Linked DNA regions of Rattus norvegicus: region 2 is linked to region 1. The links are chromatin contacts, called in public Hi-C maps. All regions are on one chromosome and are shown on one strand. Each heading gives the region's core, a stretch centred on a gene start, on an enhancer-like site or on the middle of the called end of the contact. The rest is flanking DNA. Distances are from core to core; before and after follow the strand shown. Region 1 overlaps Cep250 (centrosomal protein 250). Region 2 holds the start of Nfs1 (NFS1 cysteine desulfurase).

Evidence for each region. Hi-C and Micro-C count contacts between places; a contact is called where the count stands out from the background.
Region 2: a Hi-C map of kidney shows a contact between it and region 1, with 3 times the contacts expected there. The contact joins the promoter of Nfs1 here to the enhancer-like site in region 1. A contact is called at or near these places in 2 of 12 Hi-C or Micro-C datasets (frontal cortex and kidney).

Annotation. Positions count from the first base shown.
Region 1 is chr3:164,945,722-164,952,712 of GRCr8, forward strand. Cep250 (centrosomal protein 250) reads left to right here. Exons shown (of 33, transcript NM_001427194.1): 11 at 409-587; 12 at 1,083-1,265; 13 at 3,504-3,648; 14 at 4,594-4,740; 15 at 5,462-5,692; 16 at 6,875-6,991. Among named protein-coding and RNA genes, the nearest start is that of Cep250, 18 kb to the left of the region's middle. Within about 2 kb of position 4,915, at least 3 of the 93 cell types and tissues checked have an H3K27ac peak or open chromatin away from gene starts, as enhancers often do. A contact at or near this core is called in kidney, where this site is marked.
Region 2 is chr3:165,116,440-165,124,014 of GRCr8, forward strand. It overlaps Nfs1 (NFS1 cysteine desulfurase), which reads right to left and starts at 3,291. Exons shown (of 13, transcript NM_053462.2): 1 at 3,156-3,291; 2 at 2,523-2,614; 3 at 1-33. The coding sequence starts at 3,276. Romo1 (reactive oxygen species modulator 1) reads left to right here and starts at 3,355. Exons shown (of 3, transcript NM_001195490.1): 1 at 3,355-3,416; 2 at 3,596-3,726; 3 at 4,745-4,955. The coding sequence starts at 3,596. The coding sequence ends at 4,853. It overlaps Rbm39 (RNA binding motif protein 39), which reads right to left. Exons shown (of 17, transcript NM_001013207.2): 17 at 6,650-7,575. The coding sequence ends at 7,489.

The DNA of each region.
Region 1 (6,991 bases), core at 3,665-6,164:
ATATGCATTCTCATTCTCTCTCTCTCTCTCTCTCTCTCTCTCTCTCTCTCTCCCTCCCTCCCTCCCTCCCAAGTGCATGGATGTAATCTTTGAGTACAAGCAAGCAGAGGCCTGGGAAAATGTAAATGTTCCCTATTCCAAGAGACCCTTAATATCCCCTCATGCCACTACATCTGGTGGGCTCCAAGGTCTAGAACCACAGAGCCCAATAACCTCTGATCCATTAGCATCTTAGCTGTCCACATGTCTGTTCCCAGCTGACTGTTGTTACATCTGTCCTTAGCTGACTGTTATGTCTGTTTCCAGCTGACTGTTATTACCACTGACCCCAGCCCCCTTACCTTGGAGACATTCCTTTGCCTTTGGCTTCTTGTTCATCGCCTTCTTTCCTTTGCTCTCCTTCCACAGGACCTCAGGCAGCAGCTTTCAGGCTGCCAGGAGGCTATGAGCTTCCTGCAGCAGCAGCACAATCAGTGGGAGGAAGAGGGCAAGGCCCTGAGGGAAAGGCTACAAAAGCTCACTGGGGAGCGTGATGCTCTGGCAGGCCAGACTGTGGACCTTCAGGGAGAGGTGGACTCTCTCAGCAAGTGAGTGAGCAGGCTGCTAGTTCCTCCCCTTCCATGTCTGGTTGGGTTTTGTTTGTTTGTTTTTTAATGAAAGCAAAGCCTTCAAAAATTTATTTTGCTACATGTCTGTTTTTAGTTACAGTTTTGCAGGGTTGGGAATCAAACCCAGAACCTTAGGCTTGTCAGGAAAGCATTCTGAGGACTGAGCCACATTCTCGGTTCCCCATTCCTCATTAAGCCACTTCCCATTCACTGTCCCGTGTTTGACCGACTCTTCCTGCTGTCCTGGACCCTCAGATGCTTGAGCCTGCTTTGGTGTTTATTCTATTTCCTGTGGGAAAGCCCTTTGGGTTTCAGTCTCTAAGATTATATAATAAATTATTTTCTGCTATATATATGATATATTGTTGTTGAATAGAAACAAGCTTCTCTTGCCTTTGGCTCCACAAGATCTTTTTCCACTAGGATCTTTGACCTTTGGTCCTTAGGTCTGCTCATCTCTGATCTCAATTTCAGGGAGCGGGAGCTGCTTCAGACAGCCAGGGGTGAGCTGCAGCAGCAACTAGAGGTGCTGGAACAGGAGGCATGGCGACTGCGAAGAGTGAATGTGGAGCTGCAGCTGCAGGGGGACTCTGCTCAAGGGGAGAAGCTGGAGCAGCAGGAGGAGCTGCACTTGGCTGTCCGTGAGAGGGAGCGCCTGTGAGTGTGACCAGACATCTCCTCACCAGGGCCTGGCTTTCCCCACTCTTAGGAAATAGAGATCCTAAAGCCTACACATGGTGGGGTCACGTTAGCTCACTGCTTCCTCCTCTGTAGAAAGATGAGTTCAGTACATTCATGTCGCCTGGTGGTTCTCAATCTTCCTAATGCTGACCCTTTAATAAGTTCCTCATGTTACAGCCACCCCAACCACAAAATTATTTCATTGCTACTTCATTACTGAAATTTTGCTACTGTTATGAATTGTATATAAGTATTAATATGCAGAATATGTAGTATGTGGCCCCAAAGGGATCTAGGCATTCTCGAGTCCCTGTGGGGATGAGGGACTGGGAAGGCCACAAAAATGAGTAAGATACCAACTGTGGTGTCAAGGAGCTTGAGATCTAGTGAAAAGTCAGACAAGCAAATGCTGTGACAGGAAGCTAAAAGAAGGATGTCCGCACTAGAGTGCGAACTCGGTGTCTCGCAAGCATAGGAGCAATAGTTACTGAAAATAGGGGCACTTTTATAGAGGACGGTTTGGTTTGGTTTTGAGTGGGGCGTTGATCTATTTTAATTTATAGGAAAAGGGACCATGGGGACAGAATAGCAAAGAAAAGGAGGTAGGAGTTCTGAGTTTAGAGTTCGCTGGCTGTGAAGAAAAGACCACTGCGAAGTGACCCACTAGTCAAGAGGGAAACCAGGGTCAGTGCCGGCAGTAACTAGTCTGTAATTCCACTAGGTAACGCTGCAGAAAGGAAAGGGACTGTAGAGGGTTGCTGTAGATTTTGACTTTGCCACCAGGAGGTAAGTCTCTTGGCAAATTTGAGATGATATTTGAAGAATTATTGAAAACATGGGGCAGTACTTCATAAAATACTAGCACAGGGCTGTCATGATGGCTCAATGTGAGTCACTCTTCTGATGCCCATGGGTTGTCCTCTGACCTCTCCATGCACATTGTGGTTCCCTCCCCCGACACAAATATAAGTTTTTTGCTTGTTTGTTTGAGAAGGGTCTCACTATGTAGCCCAGGTTAGCCTTAAATCCTGCCCCTCCCCCTTCTTTTTCTTGAGATAGTTTCTCTGTGTAGCCTTGGCTATCCTGGAACTCACTCTGTAGACCAGGCTGGCCTTAAATTCAGAGACCACCAGCTGGGATTCTAAGTGCTGGGGTGGAAGGTGTGCACCATGACTGCCCAGCTTGAGCTCACTCTAGTGCTAGCAGAGAGCCTGGTAGCAGGTTTTCCCCTTGGCCTATTCCCTTCCTCTGTGCCTCCTTCCTTGCACCTTGTAAATGGTGGAAGCTTGAGGAATCCTGAAAACCTGCCAAAGGCTAGGACCATGCCCTGTGAGGAAGGACAGACAGTCCACACACATACATGTGTGTTTAAATTTTAATCTCCAGGGCTGGAGAGATGATGGCTCAGCGGTTAAGAGCACTGACTGTTCTTCCAGAGGTCCTGAGTTCAATTCCCAGCAACCACATGGTGGCTCACAACCATCTGTAGTGTGATGCTCTCTTCTGAAGTGTCTGAAGAGAACTACAGTGTACTAACATATAAATAAAACAAACAAATCTTTAAAAAAAAATTCTAATCTCCAGAGGCAGGCAGATCTACAGAGTGAGTTCCAGGACAGCCAAGGTAACACAGAGAAACACTGTCTCAAAAAAATACACCAAACAAACAAACAAACAAAACCCCATTAATCTGTTTAACTCAATAATAGATTTAGGCAAGTCAAAAGCCAATCTGTTTAAAAGATACCAGGGTATGTTGGTTCATACCTGCAATCCTAGCACTTGGGAGACAGAGGCAAGAAGATTGCTGAATTCACAGCCGGCTTGGGCTGTAGAGCAAGACCTGTTTCAATCAACAAAACACACAACAACAACCCCCACCTATTTAAAGAGATGCACACAGGGAAGTCTCCCCACATCTGTGCTTTCTCTTCCCACCCTCTTTTCTTCTGTGGGTAACTGTTTCAGTTAATTTCTCGTGTATCTTTCCAGTCCGCCCCATGTTAATGTGCCACTTTCTCTCACTCTGTGTGAACCGTGGGCCACGGGCACACTTTGTACACTTTTCCTTGTCACTTGCCTGGGAGAGCATTCCTATTCCGAGTGTTTGTTTGGTTTGTTGTTGTGCATAGAGAAAGTAAGTATATTCTTGCCTCCAGTTGGTTTGTGGCCAGTCCCAAACACTTCCCCAGCTCCCTGTGCTTCCCTTCTTAGTCAGGAGACACTGGTGGGCCTGGAAGCCAAGCAGTCAGAATCACTAAGTGAGCTGATCGCCCTTCGAGAAGCCCTGGAATCAAGTCGCCTAGCAGGAGAGTTACTGAAGCAGGAGCAAGAGGAAGTGGCTGCAGCCTTGGCCAGGGTACGTGGCCACCTCACTCGCTGGAAAGTTGTGTTCCTAGAAAAGGGGCTGGAATCACTAGTCTGCTTCTGGGTCCTCTCCCTCCCAACATGCCACACCCTCTGCATTGAAATTCAGTTTGTTTTTTCAAGTATAAATCTGGTTGTTAGTCTCTTAAAACCATCCAGTGCGGCTGGAGATGGCTCCGTAGTGAAGAGTGCACTGACTGCTCTTGCAGAGACTCTGAGGCCATTTCCCAGCACCCACACCAGGTGACTCACAACTGCCTGTAACTCCAGGGGAATCTGACATCCTGTTCTGGAGTTCGTAGGCACTGCACGCATATTTGTACATTTATTCATTCATTCATGAGAAAATAGACAAAGATACATACACACATATACACACGATTTTAAGATATAAATATATAAATCTTAAAAAACATATCAATATATGAAAACTTTAATGGCTTGTCAACTCTAGTACCACATTCAACACCTCTTGCATCTGCCTTAAACCATTTGTGGCCTGCCTTCCCAAGCCCACCCTCACTCCAGGTGTCCTTTGCTCTTGCCACAGAGCATCAGCTGAGGTCAAGTTATCTCCTTCCTGACACTGATACATTGTACACACCTCCCTTTCACCTTGGCCCAAGAACCAGCTCCCTGCCTGTGTTCCATAACAGCTCCTCTCCCTAACTGAACTGATGCCCTCTTTGAGTTCTCAGTTGCCTTACCATTTCTATAGTATCATGACAACTGTAGGTGTTTGCATGGCTTTCTGTGTTTTATGCTGTAGCCACCTGTTTCATGAATGAATAAATAAATGAATGAAAAACGTGTTTTAGAATGCAAGGGAGGAAATGGAGTGATAGCTTACCATTAAAAAAGTGGGTATTGAGAGTGTGTTTGGTTTACTCTTCCAAGGAAACTCGAAGCAGGAAACACTTCACCCTCTTGTTTTTAGGCAGAACAGTCCATTGTGGAGCTATCGAGTTCGGAGAACAGCCTGAAGGCAGAGGTAGCTGATCTCCGAGCTGCCGCTGTCAAGCTTGGGGCCTTAAATGAGGCCTTGGCTTTAGATAAAGTTGCGCTGAACCAGCAGCTTCTCCAGGTGAGCAAAGGTGTGATTCCCAGGCCAGGGCTGGTGGGACAGTCCTCAGTGGGTTAGTCGAAGGCAGGTCAGCCTCCAGTTGTAGCTGAAATGAGCAAGAGAAGTTTGCAGTGCAGAGGTGAGCAAAGGATTAGACTTTAGCACTATAATGGCCCTACCCCAACCCCCGGCCCCGCCCCACCTGCAGCAACCTTTAAGCATTGGATAAATTACCAGGATAGGGTCAGACCATGTCCCAGGAAGGGAGACTAAGTATTTCGTGCTATTGGGTGAGGCACATGTACTGAATAGCCCAAATTACCCCCAAACCATCACCATTGGTTAGATATTTCACCTGTCATTTCAGTAGAGAAAACTTCTCCTGAGATCCAGAAATGTTTCTGTTTCCTTATTGATTGGTTGGTTTTTTGTTGTTGTTGTTTTGAGACAGTGTCTCATGCTGCCAAGACTGTCCCCTGATCCTCCATCACCTCCCAAGGCTGGGATTATAGCAAGTCCTACCACCTGGTATTACTCTGAATTCTCTGAGAACAAGATTTTGCCTTTCTTTTTTATCTCTGTCCCAGCGTCAGGGCCAGCTGGTGCCTAGAATGTAGACACCGGATTGAATGGGTGGATCCTCTCTTCTATTCACCCGTAGGTGGGTTTCTGTCAGAAGCAGAGGGGAATTTTAACCATTGACCTTTGATGCCCTGCACTCCCTTCTCTTTCTGGCCAGTAGTTGGAGCAGGAGAACCAGTCTATGTGCAGCAGAGTGGAGGCCGCAGAGCAGTTGAGAAGTGCTTTGCAGGTGGACCTGGCAGAGGCCGAAAGGAGCAGGGAAGCCCTGTGGGAAGAGAAGACTCACCTGGAGACTCAGCTGCGGAAGGCAGAGGAGACAGGCGCTGAGCTACAGGCAGAACTCAGGGGCGCCCGAGAAGAGAAGGAAGAACTTAAAGAGAAGTTAAATGAGGTGAGAGGCCATTGCCAGTGTCACTTGTTAGCAGAAAGGACTCGGACGTGGCATGAGTATTCTTCCTGTTATCTTAAGGAGTTCCTATGGAAGTCCTTCACTGACCTCACATCCTAGTCCTCAATGGGTTTCCTGAATTCTCTGCTCTCACTTCATATGGAGTTCGAGCATGTATAGTTTTCATGCTATAATTACTTGTCTGTATAACAAAAATTAAAAAATTGTATTTTAAAACAGCCTATGTATTAAAAATCAGTTTGCATTATTTACTTACTTATTTTGGTCATTTGAGAGAAAATCTAACTCTAGCCCTATATGGCCTGGACTTCACTGTGTAGACCAGGCTGTCCTCAACTTACAGTGTTCCTCCTGCCTCTGCCTCCTGAGTGCTGAGATTACAGCTGTCGTCTACAGCTATACAGTGTTGTGGACACTGTCTGTCTCTCTGTTTCTTTTCGAGGTGGGGTCTACCTATGTTTTTTTGACTCACAGCTTGAGAGGATATGATCCGTCAAAGTGGGGGAAGCATGGTGGCTGATGTCTGTGGTGGCCAGAGTTTGCAGCAAGAGACACTGTCTCAAAACAACAACAAAAAAACCCAACCAATCAATAAGGAAAGAAGCAGAGATACTGCTTGCTTGCATCATAGTCACCAGGAGGCAGAGGAAGGGGATCGAGGTCCCGCTGGGCTTTCTTCCCTGTTTGGTGATCTTTAACTCCAGCTCAGGAGCCGTCATCTCAGGTGGCTTGCCTTTCTCGTTCATCCTCACAGACACACAGAGGTGTGTCTCCTCGGTGATTCTTAGTCACGAAGTTGACAATGAGGATCAATCGTGACAGTTGTACCTTTCCCTACCAAGCCTCTCACTGCCCTGATGCTTAGAGTATGCCACTCTTAGAGTCCCTTCCCAGGCTGCTGGTCACTTTCTTGTCAAATGTATGTGAGTCCTGCTGGCCTCGGCACAGTGTCTTGCCCACAGGAGAGCTTCTTTTCTGGCCTGGGGACTTTCAGTTGATCAAGGAAATAAATAAATAAATGCCAGTGAGTCAGCAATGCCTGGAGCTCACAGGGCTGAGTTTGGGATCTGAAGACCCCCTGGGCCTGACTTGCTGGGAGCAGCTCTGGAGTAAGACTCCTGGGATTCTGCCTTACTCTGCGTCTCATCAGCTTCTCTCCCTCAGGCACATCACCAGCAAGAAGCAGCTACAGCTCAGCTACAGCAGCTGCATCAGGATGCAGAAAGGCAGGAAGAAGCACTGGCCAGGGCAGGCCAGGAGAAGGAAGCCCTAGTACGGGAG
Region 2 (7,575 bases), core at 2,041-4,540, 170 kb after region 1:
GTATGGGAGCATGGCATCAAGCACCCTGGGGTCCTGAACATAAGAAAACAGATCAGTGTCCTTGAGTCCAAAGTCAATTCATAACCTGCTCCAATCACCAATACATGGCCACTTTGCTTAGTGTATTTCCAGCCTTTCAGATGCTGTCTGCTTTCTTCCACCTCCTCAAACGCTAATCAGATAGCAACCTGAAATATGTCTACATCAAAACCACCTCTAATCACAATGTTCTACCATTCTGGCAAGTAGTTTGTAAGTACTGTCTTTGATTTCTCCATTATTTATTGAAAGATAAGGTCTTACGTAGTTGAATCTGGTCTCATCAGATTTATAAGCCTGCTAGATGTGGTGGTACACACTTTTAATCACAGCATTTGGAGGGCGGGCAGGGGCAGGCAGAGCTCAGAGTTGGAGGCCCGGTCTACAGAGGTTGTTCCAGGACAAACAGGGCGACAGGTGTTGAGACTGGGTCTCAAAACACCCCCCACTGTGCCCAAAAAATAAACCAATCAAATAATCCCCCTGCCAGCAAGACTCTCTTGTCCTTTTCTTAGTTTTTAGAGTTCTCTATTTTAAGATACCCTCAAACTTACTATTAATGATGATCTTAAACTTCTGATCCAATCCTCCTGCCTCTACCTCCCTAATTCTTTAGAGTCATGTGGGATTAGAGTTATACGGCGCCATGCCTGGCTTTATGCAGTGCTAGGGGATCCAACCAAAGACTTTGTGAATGCTGGGCCAGGGCTCGGCAGTCTGTATTTGTATTCCTCACAGTCTTCTTCTTATACCCATTTTTTTTTAAAGATTTATTTATTTATTATATATAAGTACACTGTAGCTGTCTTCAGATACACCAGAAGAGGGCATCGGATCTCTTTACAGATGGTTGTGAGCCACCATGTGGTTGCTGGGAATTGAACTCAGGACCTCTGGAAGAGCAGTTGGGTGCTCTTAACCGCTGAGCCATCTCTCCAGCCCTCTTATACCCATTTTTACAGGTGTTTCCATTGCTGCCACAAAAAAACATGTACAGAGAGTTGTGACTTTGCAGTGTGGAAACACTGTGAGCTGACATGTGGGTGCTGGGAATTGAACCTGGGTCCTTTGGATGAACAGTCAGTGTTCTTAACCACTAAGCCATCTCTCCAGGCCCAGGTTTCTGGTTTTTTTTTTAAAATGGGTCTTGGATTGAAGAGATATAGCTCAGAGGTTAAGAGCAGTAACTGTTCTTCAGGAGGACGGAGCTTCCATTTCTAGCACTCACAAAGCAGCTCAGAAGAGGCTACTTAACTCCAGCTTCTGGCTCCCCAGGCAATGCACTAATGTTGTGCAGAGACAAACATTCAAAAACAAACACTTGGCAGATAAAAGTAAATGAATAGGGTTGGGGATTTAGCTCAGCGGTAGAGCGCTTGCCTAGCAGGCGCAAGGCCCTGGGTTCGATCCCCAGCTCCGGAAAAAAAAAAAAGTAAATGAATAAATAAAAAGGGTCTAGTATCCCTAGAAGGCCTTAAGCTGATGAAGTAGCCAAGGATGACCTTAAGATTCCTATCTTCCTGCCTCCAAGAAGTATTGGAATTACAGGAGTTCAGTTTTGTGTGGCGCTGTGAATTGAGCTCAAGGCTTCCTACATGCCAGGCAAGTTCTCTATCAATTGAGCCACATATCCAGCCCCAATAACTATTATTATTGAATGTTTATCAAATGCAGGACTTCTATTTCTTCCCGCTCATTTAACACTTTACCAAATTCACGAAGTTACTACATGGTAGTCCTGGTAATTCCACATTCCATGTTTGTTTGTTTTTGGCTTGCTTGCTTATTTATTTATTTATCATAAGTACACTGTAGCTGTCTTCAGACACACCAGAAGAGGGCATCAGATCTCATTACAGATGGTTGTGAACCACTCTGTGGTTGCTGGGAATTCCAGGACATCTGGAAGGGCAGTCCATGTTCTTAATCACTGAGCCATCTCTCCAGCCCTTGGCATTTTATTTTCTTTAATCACAGGTTTGAGGGAACTGGAGAGATGATTCAGCAGTTAAAGAGCACTGACTGCTCTTCCAGAGGTCCTGAGTTCAATCCCCAGCAACCACATGGTGGCTCACAACCCTCTGTGACAGAATCCAATGTCTTCCTCTACTGTGTTGGAAGACAGCTATACACATACATAAAATTAAAACCAAACCAAAGCAAAAAAACAACAACAACAAAGATTTGAAACTCCCTATATAGCGCAGGACGGTGTTAAGCTCACTCAAACTCTCCATGCCACAATGTCCAGTTCCTGAACGTTTACTATTAATTATAATGCCTGCCCTGGAAGGATCTAACAAGGTCAGTAGCTAAAACGCAGTACAGCCTTTTCTATTAAACTATCATCTAAGCCTCCTGACTCCTGGCAGCTCCTTTTTCTAGCACATATAAAGGTTCTCAAGTCTACAGAAATTTCGTCTTTCGGTGAAATTTGACCTTCTAACCTTTCCTCCCTACAAAGGACCCTTGTTAATCCTTACCAGAGGAGTTGTAGCCTGCACGTCCATATAGAGAGGTCGCAGCACTGCCTCTGCCTCGGAGGGAACAGCCGAATGGGGGGCATGATCTACAACTGACAACAGAGTGCAGTAGCAAAGTGAGAAACCGTGGACGAAGGGCACGCAAGACAACAGATGGTCAAAGCTTCTTAGAGGTGAATTTAAGGAAGGCCAATGTCCAGTGTCAAAGTAAACAACAACACACATTAAAAGACATCGAGTTAATTAATAGACACAGGGTTCTCGGAAGGGGCGCTGGCAGCAGTAGGGAGCAATGTTCAAACTATATAGCACAGAGTGGGATGAGCTGTAAAAAGCAAAACCGTTTAGAAGAAAAGTGAAAAGCGCAATGGTTAGCGGCTGAAAGAGGCTCGACTAGTATCTTTTAAGACTTGGCCAGGAGAGGTCTGAAGGATGAGACTCCGGCTCAAGGGATGTGCGGGGCAGGATGTAAGGGCCATTCTGAAAAACTATGAGACCAGGCGACGGGAAGGTTTGGGTGATGGAACACGGCGGGTAGGCTCCGCAACAATGCAGAGCTTAGCAGCACCGACCCAAAAGGTTCACTCCTCCAGAAAAAGTAGGAGCAAAAAAAAAAAAGGAAAGGGAACGTACCGCGCAGGCGCAGTCCCCGGGTGGGCACCGAGGACCTTCGCAGGGCCACAGAGGTAGCCGCCAACGACGCTCGCCTCCAAGCGGCTCGCAGCAGCATGTTCCCAGCAACAGAGCCCACCATCTGCGTCGCTTGCAAGTCTTCAGCCCATGCTCCCGGAAGTAATTGCGCCGCGCTCCGGAAACGATACGGCGGGCCGCGAGCGCCCTCCGCCTAGCTTTCGGTGTGAGACGTCGAGCTGAGCGACCGCGGCAGAGAACGAGGTGAGGTGGGGCCCTTTGGTGCCCTGCGTCGCGCGTGCGGTGTCCTCTGTCGCGAGGAGGGTGGTGGAGGGGTGCTGCGGGTGGCTTCTGTCCCGGAATCTACGGAACCCTGCTGTGCGTCCCTGGCCGACGCCACGGCTGGCGGCTAGGCCCTCACTATCCGAGCCCTCTCACCCTAGATGCCGGTGGCTGTGGGTCCCTACGGGCAGTCCCAGCCCAGCTGCTTCGACCGCGTGAAGATGGGCTTTGTCATGGGTTGCGCCGTGGGTATGGCGGCCGGGGCCCTGTTCGGCACCTTCTCCTGTCTCAGGTGAGCCGCGCGGACGTAACTTCCTGGCTTCCTAGGACTCCGGAGCCCACTTAGAATAGGTTGAAAGCACAGTATTTAATGTCAAAATGGCTTTCTGACTCTTTTGTAGTTCAGGGTCATTAGGCAAGTTAGAGGCTGAATTTACTTAACTGACCACTTGTACTTTTGTAAGAATCAATCATATTAGTATGTTTTACATGTTATATGACACATCGTAATTACTTAGCGAAGGGTTATTATTGTTGCCTGACATTTTAACTCCCAACTACATACAGTGAAGCAAACTTGATGAAGCGTTTTGTTATACTGAGAATTAGGTGTCGTCAAATGTTCTAAAGTGCTATTGTAATGGTCATCGCCACATCTGGATACCGAACTTATAAATTACTATTTATCTAGCACGAACTAAATTGTAGTGCTAAGTACTGTAGTTAACCGCCGAGCAGTAGTGATGAGCACCTTAAATTCAGCACTCTGGTCGGAGAGGCAGAGCCTGGTATAGAAAGTGAGTTTCAAGACAGCCAGAGATATTAATTAGACAGAAAAACCCTGTATCCAAAAAAAAAAAAAAAAAAAAAAATTGAAAAAAATTGAAAAATGTAGTTACTGAGTTTGTAAAAGTAATGATGTCCCTTTTATACTTTGTGCAGTTTATAAATTGCAGAGATTGACTTTTAATCTAACCTAGATTAAACAAAAGAAAATCAAACCCTAAGCAATCATCTAGAAGAAAAATGGCTACTGGATAATGTATAGCATAGAGGCAAAAACATGACTGCTTTTCCTACCCATGGATTTCATCCTTAATCTCTGTAGTCTACAATCTACAATGCAGCATTCAGTACACGTCCTAGAGACCCTGGATAAGTTCCTTGTCATCGCTTTCCTACGTGGGGAAACATTTTAAGAATGACAAATGAAACAAGATTGTCAAGTTGTTACTGCTTAAAGGGGGTACTTCAAATCTGTATTCCTGTATTTGAATTCCCAAATGGCCCCTTCTTGCTTTCCTCTTCAGGATCGGAATGCGGGGTCGGGAGCTGATGGGCGGCATTGGGAAAACCATGATGCAGAGTGGCGGTACCTTTGGCACTTTCATGGCCATCGGAATGGGCATACGATGCTAATTAGGGCACGGATGCCCTGCTACACCCAAACTTCCTCATCCATTTCGAACCTTGTACAATAAAGTTTTTTTCTTCTTGTTATCAGTCTAATTTGACTTCAAAGACCTAGTGTATTTCCTAGACCTAGAGGTTTTGTAGTCCCAATATCCACCTCAATAGTGACCCAACATTCCTATGATCAATGCACTCTTAAGTCCTCTGCAGACACATGGTGCACGTAACTCTACATCTCAGACCCCTAATACACGGAAGCATACAACTCATACTTAAATCTCTACCCAGGCTTGGACATTTGTCCAAGCACTCTGAAGATGGAGAAACATTGTTAAATCTGTTCAAAAAATCCTGGTTCGGCATAACAATCATAAAAATTAGTTGCTTTGGTCTCTAACAGTAGAAAATTGTGTATGAGATTGTCTAGTTCAGAGACATCTCAGATAAACTCATCAGTCTCAACACTGAACATTTTAATTATGTAGGTTGCTAACAAAATTCTGACAGGATAACCTGATTGGTCTTGGTTAGTTTTCCTGATTACTCTTTAACATGTTCTGAAATTTATTTGCCCATAATTAGCCAATAAATAATAGCTTTCCTGAACTTGGTATTGAAGAAACAACTTTTTTCCTTGATCTCACTTAGGAGACAAAATGTGTTGTTTGGCAAACTTTAGATACCCAATTAAGCCAAACTTAAGTTTCCTTGTTCCTATACATCCTTCTATGGTTGACTCAACTGATCTGCTGGAAAAGGTTAGGTAGCTATTAGAATGTATATTATGCTAATTGGTTGAGAAAAAGGCAGGGGCAGTCCCTGGCTTCAATTCCTATGACCTACTTTTTGTTTCACAACCATCCTTACACCTACTTCTAGAGGGCTGTAGAACAACCAAAGATAAAGCATTAAAATGATTTTTTAAAGCATAGGATAAGTCAGCAGCAGCAGGAGCTCTGAGTTTGAGGACATCCTGGTCTGTAACAAGCTTTAGAAAGGTCAAGACTAGGGCCGGAGAGATGGCTCAGCGGTTAAGAGCACCCGACTGCTCTTCCAGAGGGCCTGAGTTCAATTCCCAGCAACCACATGGTGGCTCACAACCATCTGTAATGGGATCTGATGCCCTCTTCTGGTGTGTCTGAAGACAGCTATAGTGTACTTACATATAATAAATGAATAAATCTTAAAAAAAAAAAAAAAAAGAAAGGTCAAGACTAAAGGGAGGCCCAGTGTCAAAAAAAAAAAAAGGGTAACAAGACTATTCCAACATTTGGTGGAGTGGAGTAAATGAGGGGCGGGAGTAGTTTGTGGTGATGTTTTCAGCCAATCATGGATGGTAGTGCTAAGACACAGATCAAAGGTCACACAAAAGCCAGTGTGGGAAACAGCTCAGGGCTGCCCAGAAACATGAGATGTTTTTTGATCAGGCAGAAGTCAATTCTTTTGTAAAACATTTCTTCCTTACAACTTAAATAGCAAGAACTACTGTGCTAAAGAATGACAAACATGTTTTATTCAATGGAAGACAAGCCTGATAGCAGTGGTAGACAACAAACACTGGATGGGACTTTGGCATAAAAAATATTCCCTACTACAAAAGAAAAAATGAAGTAACCTTATTCTATGTATGGCACATATACCTACCCTTTCCTAGCACCCCACATACTTTGGTAATAAATTTGATTTACATAGTGCTAAGACACTAATTTGAAAATTAGAAGAAACAAAAAAGGGATATCATGATAGCCTATGCTTAAGATTGTAACATGTAAACATTTGAAAAACGAAAATCTTCTTGCGGCCTTTTTCAGAGAATTTTATTTGAGTGGTTCTTACAAAGATTGTTGCAATATGAAAGTCATTTGTTTGATAGAAATATCAAGCTGTCTTGTCAAACACACTGAAGTAACCCAAAAATATATTTCAGAGCTCACAGAGCTTAAAAAGAGCAAAGATTATATGCAACCAGACAAAACCTATTTCCACATTTCCTATCTCTTGCCCAAGACTGTTTTACTCAATCTGTTACATCAACCACCTTGAGGAAATGCAGGGATCATTTTGTTTGGAATCTTAAGACACACTAAAACACATAGTATTTACAAAGAAACTTTTACAGATACAGTAATTGAAAAATTTACCATCAAGAAATATTTTGAAATCCCCCACTTTCCAAATGGTCAAGGTCAAATGCTAAGCAGCCATTTAGCAACTTAGACTTTTCACACTCCAAAAGTGTATTCTGGAAACCTTTGCTGAACCATGAGCCGAATACATGAATGTGAAATGTAACTGCTGTGTAAAAAGTTAAGTTTCTGAAACATTAAAACATTACCTGTCTGCCTTTGTACAGAAAGCACATTTGTTCCCCTAGAGCTATTCTATAGATCCTTAATGTAATTTTCTACATGGACATTTAAAACAGCAGAACAAGAGAACAGTTTTGCATAAAGTAGGATTTGCTAGTTAGGGAGAATGAGCACACTGCATTCCTGTTAACATTTTTATTTTTCCAGATAACAGGAGTTGTATACAAATGACAGTAGACCCTTGCCTCTTTATTTTTTATCTAAATAAAAGATAACTCAAGATGAATTCTCAAGAGAAAAAAAAGCTATATACATCAGGGACTGCATCTCCTTCATCGTCTACTTGGAACCAGTAGTTGTGTTGCTGTCATGGAATCAGGAAAGAGGTTGTGGTATGTTGGAAGAGGTACATACGCTGC